Regions from separate parts of the Mus musculus genome. Here all the other regions are linked to region 5. A link is a contact called in public Hi-C and promoter capture Hi-C data. All regions are on one chromosome and are shown on one strand. The core of a region is the stretch at or near the end of the contact, and the rest is flanking DNA. Distances in the headings are between cores, read along the strand shown. Region 1 holds the start of Ankrd13c (ankyrin repeat domain 13c). Region 2 holds the start of Lrrc40 (leucine rich repeat containing 40). Region 3 holds the start of Cth (cystathionase (cystathionine gamma-lyase)). Region 4 holds the start of 4930592C13Rik (RIKEN cDNA 4930592C13 gene). Region 5 holds the start of Acadm (acyl-Coenzyme A dehydrogenase, medium chain).

Region 1 (2,700 bases), core at 47-2,546, 4.0 Mb after region 5:
TTTACATTTTTCTTGTACTAAATATCTTTAATAGTACTCATATTTTGATGTCCCTACCCATTACATACTATAAGCCTTAAACCTCAAAGTTTAAAGGGATGAGATGTTTGTTTTTTGAGAACAGTCACTTGAGGCAACCTTCCTGTATCTACTTCCCGAGTGCTGGGATTGTAAGCATATACCACCACAATAGGTTGTCTTAAAAAAAAATGTTCATGGTGTTTGATTTCACTGAAAGAACACTTAGGAGTTTTAACATCCATCAAGAGGTAGCAGCCAGTAATTAGGTACATGATTTTGGCTGCCTACCTACTATTTACTGTTTTTTTTTTTTTTTTTTAAGACTAATTTTGTGTGTGTGTGTGGGTATGCACCAGAGGACAATTTGTTGGAATGGGTTCTTTTCTTTTACCATGTGGGTCCCAGGGATTGAATGCTCAGTGGCATGTCATGTCACTGGTCCATCTACTAATTTTGGGACAGCATTCACTCTGTAGCTCAGGCTAGCCTTGAATCCATGTGATCAATCCTTTTGCCCTTCCTCAGTTTCTGGAGTGCTGGAACTTATTGATGTGAGCCACCATGTTCAGTTTAGTTTTCTAAATGTTCACAATTTCATCACACACACACACACACACACACACACACACACACACAGTGCTTTGATTCCCACTCACTACCTCGACTATTCATTCTATACGTCTTATGGCACTTTTGTTCTACACCATTTTATTTCGCTGGGTTACTGTGCAATTCCTGAATCTGATCTAAGATCCGTTTCCTACTTCCAAAGAATTTATGTCCAAAATTCCAAACTGTATAACTAGCACTCTGTGTAAAAACACCAAGGACCTCCAACTTCAATATGCTAAATTTGAACTCATTTTTAAAGGAGTCTTAAGCTTTTTCCGGATTCACTGTATCCCAGAGCATGCTTTCATCATCTCTCACCCGGGTTACTGCCCACTTATTTAAAAACAATTACTCCATTTCCTCAAGTAAGCATCCTCCACATACTTTAACTCTGACGTTTGTCCCAAATACACTCAACTAACAGCTGTTTGAAAAATCCTCCATTCCCGGTGTAATAAACAGCCTTTGAATTCCAAAGTCAGGCCCTAGATTCCTCCAGGATAACTGGCCATCTCTCCTCGCCTACAGCCTTGCCAGCCTGAGCAAGTCCTTGCACAGGTTAGGGAACCCAGCAGAGTCTTAGCGAGTGTTTACTGAAGGTCCAGCGCAGCTGAGTGACGTCACGTCCGATATCCGGTGGTGTCTTCCTACGTCGTTCTGAGGGAGGTTGACAAACAGGGTTTCAGCCTTTAAGCTAGAGTTCGTAACTGCCGTTGACCTCCTCCTTTACGAAGGCCCAGAGCACCAGGTCAGAGCTCTGAGTCTGGGTCTGAATTCAGCCGCAGGGCCCGGCCCAGGGTGGAACCCTGTGCGAGAGGAGCGCGGGCGCTGCCCGGACCCTGACCCAAGCGCAGAAGCGGCCCTCTAACACTCCGCGGCGGCGTTTCCTCCGAAGCTCTCGCGAGAGGAGCCGGGGAAAGATGGCTGCGCCGGGTCTTTCCGAGTGAGGAGGAGGCGGCGGCGGCGGCGCCGGGCGTCGTGCGGTCGTGGTCTCTTGAGCTGCGGCTTTCCTCGTCCGAGACGAGGGCCGCCGCCTCCGGGAGATGCGCGTGTCGCGGACCCGCGGTCGCCCCGGGAGTTCATGCTGCGTGCTAGGCTCGCGGCCGCCGCTCTAATCGCCCGGCGCCGCCGCCGCGCCGGCTCGGCCCGCGGTGAGCCTCCCGGAGCCTGTCCCGCGCGCCGCGGCGGCTATGACCGGGGAGAAGATCCGCTCCCTGCGGAGGGACCACAAGCCCAGCAAAGAGGACGGGGACGTGCTGGAGCCCTGCGAGGAGGAGGCGACAGCCGCGCTCGGCGGCGCCTTCACCGGGGGCAGAAGCGGACCGGGCGGCAGCGGCAAGGGCGGCAAGGCCTGCCATAAGATCTTCAGCCACCACCACCGGCTGCAGCTGAAGGCGCCCGCCGTTCCGGGCCCCGGCGTTCCGGCCCCGCCGCAGCACAACGCAGTGACTGCCACCTGCCCTGCCCCGGCCTGCCTGGGCGGCAGCAACCCCGCTTTAGTCGCTGACGGAGGCGGCTGCCCCTCGCTCTACCCGGTCCACGAGTGCGTCTTTAAGGGGGACGTGAGGAGACTGTCCTCGCTCATCCGCACGCACAATATCGGACAGAAAGATAATCATGGTGAGCTTTGCCTAATTTCCGTCCCCTCGGAGGTGGGGTGGGGGTGACCGTTGGCCTCCGGGTTCCCGGTCCCTTCTCCCGCACCGTGTTTTCCTCTGGCGGAAAACCTCGAGTCTTTTCAGGTGCAGCGAGCGTGCCAGGGGTCAGGGTGCAGCAAGGATGTTTTCTTCTTTTCCACCTGAGCATTTCGGGACAGGTTGCATTTTCTCTGCGGCAGTCTTTGCGAGTGCCAAAAGGTCGGGCTATCTCACATCCAGGCAGGTCTTCTGGGTTTTAGGGAACGTTTCCTTTTTCCCTCCCTCCCTTCTTGCCGGTCTTCACCGCCCAGGTACGCGCAGATAGATGTGAGTTTTTATCCGTCACTGACCTCGTGCTGTAAACACTGGTTTTTGAAAGCCATACTGAAATGTGTCCGCATTTAATTTCCCAAAGCAATTGAAGAGACTT
Region 2 (2,700 bases), core at 174-2,673, 4.1 Mb after region 5:
AATACACAGAAAACAAATTAATTTAAAAACTCATTTCTGTGATGGCTGACATGTTGATGGCTAACTATGTTTAAAAGTTAAAAATCTCTGTAGTTAGGCAAAATTAGACCTCCTATGTTAAGGACTGCTAAGGATATATATTTTTAACTGATGTTCCTGTAAATAAATTTGTTCTGCTTGAACATAAACACATTGTAATTTTGCATTCTTTGCCTTTATAAACCCGACTGAGGTGGCTGGGCGCTGCATTCTAGTGAATCTCTAAACATCCCCCAGACTCATAACCATTTCATACTGGTGAGATGGCTCTGCAGGTTGGTGGAAAAAAAAACCCACTCCCTCAAGTTGTTCTCTAACCTCCTGAGGCACCAGGGCACGTGAAACCCTATTCACGTGTGCAAAAAGAAACACTAAACTTAAAGAGGAATGTAATAGAAAATCAATTTCAGTCAAAGAATTTGGTCTGCGCTGGACACAGGATTCACGGCCCTGCCCACGTTAGGGAATTATATCCCCAGCCCTGGATAGTTGAGGGCTACTTCTTCGTTTGGGAAAATATATCAATACTTTGTAAACTCCAGGAAAAACTAAGCAGGAAATCGCTACTTATTAAATAAAATTTTCTTTTTTGTATTTACAACAAAACTACGCATTTAAATTTTCTTTGCTTTCTTTCTTTCTTCTTCTTTTTTTTTTCCTTTTTTCTTTTTTGAGACTGTTTCTCTGTTGCTCTGGCTGTCCTGGACTCGCTGTGTAGACCTGGCTGACCTCCAATTCAAGAGATCCATTTGACTCTGCCTAATCTAGTGCTGTGATTAAAGACGTGCGCCACCATGCCAGGTCAGTATTTACATTTTCATTATCCGAAGTTATTTTTAAAACTTCTTAAGACTGGATTATCGGTAAATCAGTGAAAAATGAGCTTCGTAAGCGTGGGACCAACTGCATAAGTTAGTCTGTAAGCGAGCAGGATTCGAAGTCCGAGCCCTTCACCACAGCTTTTAGCTGTCAGGTGGGTACTTAAGCTTAAGGGCCAAGCTTCGTGTCACTCGCCATCCTGTTCTCCGGGATCAATTCGATCACCGCACTGAACTCAGCGATCCCCAGGCCTGGCGCCCAGGGCCACAGGCCGCGCCTCAGGTTTCGACGCCGCCACGTTCTGATGCGACGTTGGGTAGCGCAGCCATGCCCGACCGCGCTGTCTAGGGAGCCCATGTTCCCCCCACGAGGACCTCTCAGCCCGTTAGACGCACTTACCCGAAAGAAGTTTCTCCTGAGGGCGAGGTTGGTGAGGGCAACGGAAGGGCTCGTCGGTCCTGCGGTCCCGGGAGCTGGCGGTGACGACATCAGCGCGCGCAGCTAGGGCAAGGCCCGGATTACTGTGAGGCGGAAGGGGCGGGGTTATCCAGCCATGGCACCTTGAAACGTCACAGCCGTGGTCGGGGCTTCCGGTGTGAGCTTTTGAATATGTCGCGCCAGCTGAGAGCCCCTAGGTTTGACCCTCGTGCGGGATTCCACGCGGAGGGCAAGGACAGAGGCCCCTCTGTTCCCCAGGGCCTGCTGAAGGCAGCGAGAAGCAGCGGCCAACTCAACTTGGCGGGAAGGAACCTCGGGGAAGGTGAGGCAGCGCGCGAACATCCTCTTGGTCCCCTGTGCACCCACCCGCGCCTGCTCCGTGGCCCTGCTAAGACTGGCCTTGACTTACTCGAAGTGTTCACTGAGATGTCCACAGAATACGGGATAAACATCGTAGTTTGGGAGTAAATTCGCTGTGAGATAGAGGATAGGCAGGTATTTGATTCGCCTTCCTCTTATTTTCGTTTTACCAGCTCCCCTCTGTGAGCTTAGAATAATTTTCTTTCAAGCCTAGCCTTTTTTTTTCTTCCACTTGAGGAAAATCCCAATGACAAACATACTCCTTATCCTAAGTACTAATTCAGAGTAAATGCTGCGGAGTATATGAATTTGAGAACATCCTGAGAAACCTATGAATGATCAACAAGCACAAATCTACATATTACTAAGTATAAATAAATACCTTTGTAGTGTATGTGTTTGGTAGGAGAGGACAGAGACAAAGAGAGGATTGAGAAGTGAAGCATTCTTTCTGTAATATTTTTTTCTACTTGCATTGATTAAAATCTTCCACTTCTAATAATGTACTTATGTATCTGTAAGGTTGACTAAGTAAAGACATTATGTGTATGCTTACTGAATGTGATGATTACTTGTGTCAAGTTGACACAATCAATGAGGGATTATTTAGATCATGTTCTCTATGAAGAACGTCTATGAAGACCTGTCTTGATTGATAATTGATGTAGGAAGATCTAGCCCACTGTGGGTTGTGCCATTCCCTAAGTTGGGTCTTGAATCCAAAGGTTGAGTCGTATAAAAAAGTGTGCGTGCCTTAATTCATTTCTCCCTCTGCTCTTGATTGTAGTTGTGTTGTGAGTAGCTGTTCCAAGTTCCTGCCATCTTGACTGATGGCCTGCAAATGAAATTATGAGCTAAAATAAACTTTTTCTCTAAGGTTCTTTGTTATGGTATTTTACCACAGCGTCTGGAAAGAAGAGTAGAATAGAAATTGGTACCCAGAAAGTGGATAAATCTGACTACATGGTTCCTAGGATATTTGAACTATTTTATATGGCTAGAATGTGGAAGGCTCTGGAATGTAGGTCTAGGAAAAAAGCTGAA
Region 3 (2,791 bases), core at 269-2,768, 4.0 Mb after region 5:
TGATACATGTAACCCCTGAAAAGGGTTGTTCCACTCCCAAAGGGGTCACAGCCCAGAGGTTGAGAACTGCTGGCTTAGATGATGAAATGGCTTGAACTATTACATAGCTCAGTTACAGTGCAGCACCATGGAGTCAGTTGCAGAAGGGAGGGGTTCAAGATAAATTAAATCTTATAACCCTATTATCTCAGCTATCTCAGTTTGAACACTTGAGACCTTAGTTCAGGCTAGGATCCTTCTTGTTAACCTTCAGTGAGACTCTACATGTAACACACATAGATTTTAAGTACGCACTTGGTACATAAATACACATTAGCTATTAACTGAACATACCGACTGAAACTAATCTTAATTCTAGGATTTTCATTGTTTAGTGTGTGAGAGAGAGGAGAAAGAGAAAGAGACTGAGGGGGGAGGGAGGAAGAGAAGGACAGGGAGAGAGGGACGGAGTGGGTGAAAGAGACTGGGGACAGAGAGAAGAGAGGGAGGGGGGAGAGAAGGAGAGAGAGGGAGAGTGCAAGCCTTTGGGTGCATCAAAGAACAACTAAGGTGGTGGTTCATGCCTTTAATCCCAGCACTTGGGAGGCAGAGGCAGGCGGATTTCTGAGTTCGAGGCCAGCCTGGTCTACAAAGTGAGTTCCAGGACAGCCAGGGCTACACTGAGAAACCCTGTCTCAAAAACAAACAAACAAACAACAAAAAAAAAACAACTACAGGAGTTGGTTCTCTCCTTCCATCCTATAGATTATGGGATTGAATTATAGTAGTCAGGTCTGGTGACAAGCACCTTTATATACCTGCTGTAATAAACACCATGCCCAAACCAACTTGGGGAGGAAAGAGTTTTTTATTTTACTTCCATTTAACAGTTCACCATGGAAAGCAGTTAGGACAGGAACCTGGAGGCAAGAACTAATGCAGAGGCCACGGAGAGGTGGCTTCTTACTGGCTCGTTCACCCAACTTCTTATAGAACGCAGGGCCACTAGCCTGGGGGGGGGGGGCACCCACCATGGACTTATCCTCCCCCATCAATCTCTAATTAAGAAAATGCCTGCTTGCAGCCTGATCTACTGGAGGCATTGTCTCAATCGAGGTCCCCTCCTCTCTCGCTTGAGTCAAGTTGATATAAAACTAGTCAGCACGACTGCTGAGCCATTTCACCAGCCCAAGAGCCTTCATTTTTCAAAGTAGGACTGGCTGCAGGTAGCTTCGATGCTACAGAATTCAACAACTTACAGTTCTGGTTTTTAACTGAAAATCGCAGAGAGCGCATGTCCCGAGCGCTCCCACAGTCAGCCCAGCCCTGCCCGGCTGCTTACCGAGGACTGGCCCGGGAAGTCCTGCTTAAATGTGGTGGCCAACGAAATGGGCAGCACCACGGCACGAGAATTCCATTGCTCAGGCTCTTGTCCCACGTGGATGGCCTGAGTGGCGAAATGCTGGAAACTAGGCAGGAAGCCGCTCAAAGAGGCGTCCTTCTGCATGCTGGGGCAGGAGTGCGAGGTGTTGCTTTGGCTAAAACCTTCTGGACTTTGGCGCTTATATCCAGGGTGGGGAGGGGCCGACGCAACCAATCATCGCTGGTCCCTAGGCAGCGGCCCTGCTTATTGGTCGGCAGTGGAGGTGTTGCCCCGATCGTTCCTGCCCCGCCTCCCAGTGGCACAGAGCAGTGCCCACGTGGGACACCTCAGCACTGAGGTGCAGCACTCAGCCCAGAGATCCCCTTTGTCTGCAGGATAGGGACGCAACCTCCAGCAGCCTCGCGTGGCCCCAGAGTTCCGGCAAGGGTCACGCAGGCAGGTGCTTCCCTCGGATCTGAGGACCGCCACAGCTGTGCCACCAGCGCCCGCGTCTCTACTCTGGCCAAGATCAGGCCTTAAGGCCCAAGCTTTGCTCCCAAAAAGACGTAGCTTTGACCTAATTTTACACCTTGTCCGAGAACTGGGGAATTTAAGGAGTTTCTGTACCTGGGAAGTCGAACCTAAAACTTTGTTTTTTTTTTTGTTTTTTTTTTTTAAGATTTATTTATATTTACTTATTATTATATGTAAGTACACTGTAGCTGTCTTCAGACACACCAGAAGAGGGAGTCAGATCTCGTTACGGATGGTTGTGAGCCACCATGTGGTTGCCGGGATTTGAACTCAGGACCTTCAGAAGAGCAGTCGGGTGCTCTTACCTGTTGAGCCATCTCACCAGCCCGAACCTAAAACTTTGAAACACTGTTGAACGAATTTGGAAGGTGTTAAGGAATAAACAACTGATTTTAAAAGCTACGGTTTGGAAAAGCTACGAAGAGCAAACACAATCAGTATGCTTTTCAAATTAGCTCCAGACACAATCACCTTCCAGAACCAAGTGTACACTGCCAGAGGCACAGGGGAAGCGGGTAGCCTCTGAAACACTAACGGGTTACCATGCTTGCTTGATTAGTATTTCTCCTTTTAAAGTATGTTCTCAGCCTGAGTATATTTTAACGATGTGTTTGTGTGTGTGTGTGTGTGTGTGTGTGTGTGTGTGTGTGTATTGCACCACATGCATACTTGATGTCTACAGAGGTCAGAAAGGCTGTTGGATTCCCCTGGAACTGCATTTGGAAACAGATGTGATCTGCGTGTGGGAGAGAAAGCCAAGCCCTGGTGCTCTGGAACCAATGCTCCTGCGGGCAATGCTCTTGCTCCCTGAGCCATCTCTAAAGACGTAAGTACATTTTGATGAGATCACAGAAAACACCGAGGAGTAGAAGGGCCTGAAACAGTTCTGAGTCCAGTTCTAAGTACAGTTGGTAA
Region 4 (2,782 bases), core at 42-2,541, 3.6 Mb after region 5:
CCCCAGGATTGCTTGCTAAAAGAAAATAAAAATTCCACATTACCCAAGATAAAAATCCAGGAAAAAATCAGTGATTATACAATATGAAATAACTGGGAAGGTGTGGACAATTATCAGAATAAAATACATCCAAGAGCTTTCAAGTGAGATGATCAAGATGAATATAAGTATCAAAAGTGTTAGACATTAAAACCAAAGCAGTTTAATGATTTTTTTTTCTCCTGGATAAGAGCTATATGCGAGAAATATAAATGCCAGAACCCGTGTGCACAAATGTTCACGAGAGTTGATCAACAATGCCAAAACATAGATTTGGGTGTTAACTGTAAGAATATTTGCAAGAATATTTGCATGGGGGAGGGGGGAGCTAGAGAGATGGCTCAGTGGTTAAGAGCAGTGATTGCTCTTCCAGAGGTCCTGAGTTCAGTTCTCAGCAACCACATGGTGGCTTACAACCATCTGTAATGGGATCGGATGCTCTCTTCTGGTGTGTCTGAAGACAGCTACAGTGTACTCCTATAAATAAAATAAATAATCTTTTAAAAAGAATACTTGAATGCACGTTGTGACAAAGTGCAGGGTTTGGGGCTTAACTGTCACAAGAAAGAATTGTGAATATGCATGACTGAAATAAAAGTGAGCTACATGCAACTAACTGCAAACTCAGAAACTACGCGGAACTAAAAGCAACCCTCTGTCACAGTAAATTGTACCATTTCTCACTTTAAAAAATAAGCATACAGTATATGAACTAAATCTTTTATAAAGAACGAGAATAAACCCAAAGGGCCAGTGTTAAATCTGGGGAAAGGTAGTGAGTTGGGGTCAGAATTGTATCAATACTATTTCCTATTTCTAAAACCTTGGGGTGGCTCCTCTGTGTACAGGGCTTATCTCTCACACATATTAAATATTTTTAAAGCTAAGTTTTTAAGCAACAGCCCAAGAAGGAGAGATATCTCCCTTCATTAATATGACTTTTCCATCCAAATACTAAGCAGCCTAACTACACAAGCCAGGTGGAGCTAAAAGTGAGACCCTATGTTCTCACAGGAAAAAAAGTTTATCTTTTTGACGTGGCCTACAGAAGCCTGACAGAGGTTCCAAGTGGTATGTATGAAACAGTAATGTCCGGGGCAACCTGGTTTAATCCTCAGTCTCTGTCCAAAAATAAAAATAAAGTATCTTCTCCAAAGACTCGAGCCTCCCACCTTATTGCTCGCCCCAGTAAACCCTAGGCAACGCGCAAGCCCGTGGGCTATCGAGCCGCGCCGAGTCACTTCCGCCTCTGCGCCCTAGCCCCGCCCCGGAAACGGAAGCGCCTTTCTCTAGGGTCCTTCGGCCTGCGGAGAACTCGGCTGCGATGGCCGCCGGGCCGGGCTGTCCTCACAACGCCTGCTCAGGAGCTCGGTAAGGCCGAAGCGAAGCAGAGCCTCAGGACGGGCTGCTGGCTCCTGGGCGTCGTCTCCGCACCGCTGCTCCAGGCTCGCGGTCCGGCGGTGTGAGTTCTCCCCCACCCCAGGGAAGGGCGGGTCCGGCGGCGCGAGGACAGCCCGGCGCGAGGCCCCCGCGGCTCCGGTGGGGACGTCGCTGCGGGCGGCACTGCTGCTGGCGTCCAAGATGTCGACCAAGAATTTCCGAGTCAGTGACGGGGACTGGATCTGCCCTGACAAGAAGTGAGCGTGGCGGGATACCGTGGGACCTGGGGTGGCCGGGAGGTCCCTGTGAGGGCGGCGACGGGGTCGCGGCCTTTGTGGGGACGGCGGGGCGGTCGCTGCCGGCCTTGAGCGGTCGCGGGCGGCCCGCACGTGACCCCGCGCGGAGCTGAGCTCACGGTTCAGTGGCCCTGCTCCGAGCTCTGCCGGGGCCGCTCGCTGTCCCTCCCTCCCTCCGTCCCTCGCTCCCTCCCTGCGGCCGCCGTGCTTTCGGGCCTGCGATCCGTCCCCAGTGACTTGGCTTTTCTCATCCTCCTGCCGAGAGGCAGGAGGCCTGGGCACGTACGTGGCCGGGAAGCCGGTGTGCTCCGCTTATGGCCACAGAGATCGTTCTGAATAGGTGTCCCTATTTTTAAAGAAAAGTGATGTACCAGCTCGTGTTCTTGGAAAGCCAGAGTCAGAGCTGAAGGAAACCCGGGTTTACTCTTCTGTCTACTGCAGAGCGTCTAGCCTGAAGTACCTTTGCTAGAAAATACATTGCTCGACTACAGTTAACACCGAAATAACATGGGCAGTGTGTGGAGAGCAAGGAAATGATGTCACTCAGATCCACTTGGTTGGTATCAGACTGATATCAGGCTAAGCATACCAAGTCAGCAGACTAGAACCGAGATCCTCTTGGACTGTCACTGCAGGAACTGTGTGACACTTTGGAACCCTTCAGAGATTAAGACACCAGCCTCTCTGCCTTCTGTGTGACTCGTAGAAAACTGTGCTCTTGTGTTCTTACTGAAAGCACCCATGTATATTTTGGGAGGACCCTTCATTCAAAGTCCTGTACACCTAAACTCGGCAGAAACTAAATGTTATTTGTACTGAATATGTAAATCAAGGAGACAGTTTTCAGAATATATTTTCAGTTTTACTTGGAACGTGTGTATTTTTTTTTAACAGAAAAAGGGACCTTAAAGTTGTCTGGAGCCATTCAGTTTAGTGTTACACTTCCTTTCACTATTTTATCTCATTCATTGTTTTTTAATAGGGTGGTGGATTCTTTGTCGTTACTTATTTAAGCTTTAAATTGGAGTATCTAACTGCTTTAACAAATACTAAAGTAGTGCAAGTGT
Region 5 (2,700 bases), core at 47-2,546:
ACCCTGGACTACAAAATGAGACCCAATATAAAGAACGACGACACTCTGAAACTCTAAAGTCAGAAGAGAATTGCGTTTATTATTCCTGGCTCTCTGCCAAAACCAAGGAATTCCAATATGGGAACACTACTAACTTTAGTCTTCAAGCCCGCAACTACAGCATAACTAAGTAACGAATTACTTAGAAATTTGACTCTTGGTTTTATCCCGGTGTGAAAAATAGGATAAAGGAATGCATTTTCTGTTTTGTTATGGTGTTAGACTTTCCCTCTCTTGTCCTTGGAGGCACCAAGAAACCTGTAGTTCTGTTGTCAGAATAAAAAATAACTTTAAAACCCTTCAATTTCTGCTTTCAGAACCTGTTGAGTTGTATAGTAATGGTGTTGTAAATTCTAAAACTACAGCTTTCGGTGCCAGAGGCAACTTCAGTCCAGTTTTAGGTGGTATAAATGGAGGTTTGTACGAACACATCGCTAATATAACAAACTAGTGGTTAAAACAGCTTAGGAGACAAAACTCTGCAGGGTACAACATTTAGAAAGCAAGCTTCATGAAAATTCTTCGGTAGGCTTGTCTCCCTTTTGTTTTTTGGAAGGGTGCCTGTACATCACAAAACCACAGGCGTCCTAACCCTGTTGGTGCGAGCGGAGCGGCCCACTTCCCTTTCCTTCGTGTTGTGCCTGTGTTCTGTGCACACCCAGGATCAACCTGTTTGGATCCTAACACTTGTTCACGCCCGTGGCTACAGAACCACACACTGATGCCTTCCTGGGGTGGGACTACAGTCAAAGTTTTTTGGAAGTGATCGCCTCTGCCACAGCAGGGTTCTGACACCGGGTTCCCTTCAAGAAGCGTGGGTGACTGGAGAGAAGTGGCTGAGCCCATTGACCCAGAATGAAGCAGGTCCGCAGGGCCACGCCTGCAGGGGTCAGAGCCCGGAGATCAGTGAGGGAGGGCGGCAGGCAGCGCGGGGGGACGCCCGCAGGCTCCCGCTTTCCCCCAGGCCGCGTAGGGCCGACCCTCCCGATACCACCCGGTCACCCGCTCACCCTGCAGCCTCTGCGGAACGCCGCTGCCATGATGGCTCCTCGATCTGCTGCCTCCGACCACCTCCGTGCAGCAAGCAAAACGGACGGGGGTCCCGCCCCCAGGAGGCGTGGCTTGGAGGGAGGAGAGGGGCGGGCCTTAGACTCTAGGGGTGCGGAGGCGTGCGGGTCAAAGTCTGCAGACCTCGGGGGCGTGGCCTAGGGAGTCCCTTTACACACAGATGAGGTCTGAGCTCTCAGACTGACTTCGGCTGAGAGACAGAGGGATGACGGGTCCAAGCAGAAGACCTTGGGCGTGGTCTTTGCAGGCTCAAGGGGTGTGGCCTGGGAGGCGGGGCTAGATGAGGGAGGGTCTCGGGTCCGGACCTGGGCCAGAAGAGGGAGTGGCCTGAAGGCCCTCTGCGCATGCGTCCTGCTCCCGACCTTGCCCGAGCCTAAACTTCTGTGCTTGGCCCGGAGAAGAAGACTGTGTGCCCAGTGTCACCGGAGCCCGAAGGTCACGTTCTTTCCAGAGGGCTGCCCGGGAGAGCTGGACCCGAATCTAGGCCAGAGGGCGCAGCCAGACGTTTCTAGCAGTCAGCTGTGACCTTTACTTGGAGAGTCAGATTCTTTATGGCTCCGGTATTCACTGGAACAACAAATTCTGGGCTAGATCGATAGGTAGTCTGTACTCCTTAAAATTTAAATAGGAAATTAGCTGCATGTGTAGCCAGGGCGACTAAGACATCTCAGTGCCAGGAGACTGAGAAGGAAGATCACTGCGAGTTTGAGGCCAGCGAGAGCCAAGTAGCAAAACCTAAACAAACCAAAGCACAATAGTGTTTATTTCATCTATTTTTCTGAACGTTTTCAAGGCTACTTATTATCCACTTATATAGATGTGGGAAGCATCCTTGGGAACCCAAGCTGAGCCTATCCAAAAGCTCCCCAGACAGTGAACATTGGGAGTGAAATTTTGCTCATGAGTTTGTAAACTTTGCTTAAATTCCCATTGTCTTCCAGTTAGACCTTGTGTCTGAGATGGTAGCTGTGGTGTTATAAAGATGAGAGATTATAAAACTTCTTAGTGTTGGGTACCTTAGTTGCCAAAGATTAAGCTGTCAATAGTCCTCTTGCTCTCTGCTTCAAGGAACTGGGAGACAGGAGCTTATTTTTGAGACTAATGAACAATGAAAAATTCTCATCTTCTCTCTGTCTTACCTGTAGCATTGTCAGGCACACCAAAGCCTAGAAAAGGTATGTGGATTCCATTGTGAGATAAATGCTCAGATCTATAAGATTAATCTTTCAACATCAACAATCTTTCCTGAAACATAGTTTCTAATGGTTGTAAGGGAACATTCCAGAAAAAGGTATCTTCCTTTGAATGGCCTGCTAGTCTGATGAGCTGTTTAAACCTCTGATTGTGGAATGTTCCAGGTCCACAAACAACATTATCTGTGCCATTTTTAGCCTCCTTGGCAGCCATTTATTGCCTTCCTTTATGTGTAAGCTAACAGCTTTGTGACCATTAGGTACATTCTTTAGAATATTCAGGCACACACCTACCTCCCACCAACCAGATGGCAAATGTTGTCAGATAGCATTGGAAGCCTATGGCTTTTTTTTTTTTTCTGTAACATTTCTACTAAAGTATTTGAAAAGTACTTTGATG

The links. Promoter capture Hi-C pulls out the DNA fragments that hold promoters and counts their contacts. Hi-C and Micro-C count contacts between places; a contact is called where the count stands out from the background.
Region 1: a contact with region 5 is called in a promoter capture Hi-C map of pre-B cells. The contact joins the promoter of Ankrd13c here to the promoter of Acadm in region 5. A contact is called at or near these places in 3 of 39 promoter capture datasets (the C10 cell line, liver and pre-B cells) and 1 of 484 Hi-C or Micro-C datasets (liver).
Region 2: a Hi-C map of B cells shows a contact between it and region 5, with 7 read pairs. The contact joins the promoter of Lrrc40 here to the promoter of Acadm in region 5. A contact is called at or near these places in 3 of 39 promoter capture datasets (cranial neural crest, liver and pre-B cells) and 1 of 484 Hi-C or Micro-C datasets (B cells).
Region 3: a Hi-C map of liver shows a contact between it and region 5, with 5 times the contacts expected there. The contact joins the promoter of Cth here to the promoter of Acadm in region 5. A contact is called at or near these places in 1 of 39 promoter capture datasets (liver) and 2 of 484 Hi-C or Micro-C datasets (both in liver).
Region 4: a promoter capture Hi-C map of pre-B cells shows a contact between it and region 5. The contact joins the promoter of 4930592C13Rik here to the promoter of Acadm in region 5. A contact is called at or near these places in 3 of 39 promoter capture datasets (cranial neural crest, liver and pre-B cells), 3 of 484 Hi-C or Micro-C datasets (B cells, CD4 T cells and the G1E-ER4 cell line) and 1 of 9 other capture datasets (liver).

What each region holds. Positions count from the first base shown.
Region 1 is chr3:157,945,704-157,948,403 of GRCm38.p6, forward strand. It overlaps Ankrd13c (ankyrin repeat domain 13c), which reads left to right and starts at 1,297. Exons shown (of 13, transcript NM_001013806.2): 1 at 1,297-2,253. The coding sequence starts at 1,824.
Region 2 is chr3:158,035,259-158,037,958 of GRCm38.p6, forward strand. Lrrc40 (leucine rich repeat containing 40) reads left to right here and starts at 1,424. Exons shown (of 15, transcript NM_024194.6): 1 at 1,424-1,618. The coding sequence starts at 1,468. Srsf11 (serine and arginine-rich splicing factor 11) reads right to left here and starts at 1,348. Exons shown (of 13, transcript NM_001379531.1): 1 at 1,258-1,348. The coding sequence starts at 1,347.
Region 3 is chr3:157,923,545-157,926,335 of GRCm38.p6, forward strand. It overlaps Cth (cystathionase (cystathionine gamma-lyase)), which reads right to left and starts at 1,519. Exons shown (of 12, transcript NM_145953.2): 1 at 1,322-1,519. The coding sequence starts at 1,486. 1810013D15Rik (a long non-coding RNA gene) reads left to right here and starts at 1,664. Exons shown (of 6, transcript XR_867796.2): 1 at 1,664-1,802; 2 at 2,559-2,702.
Region 4 is chr3:157,532,799-157,535,580 of GRCm38.p6, forward strand. 4930592C13Rik (RIKEN cDNA 4930592C13 gene) reads right to left here and starts at 1,292. Exons shown (of 2, transcript NR_152231.1): 1 at 1,212-1,292. Zranb2 (zinc finger, RAN-binding domain containing 2) reads left to right here and starts at 1,367. Exons shown (of 10, transcript NM_017381.3): 1 at 1,367-1,676. The coding sequence starts at 1,621.
Region 5 is chr3:153,943,347-153,946,046 of GRCm38.p6, forward strand. It overlaps Acadm (acyl-Coenzyme A dehydrogenase, medium chain), which reads right to left and starts at 1,297. Exons shown (of 12, transcript NM_007382.5): 1 at 1,050-1,297. The coding sequence starts at 1,079.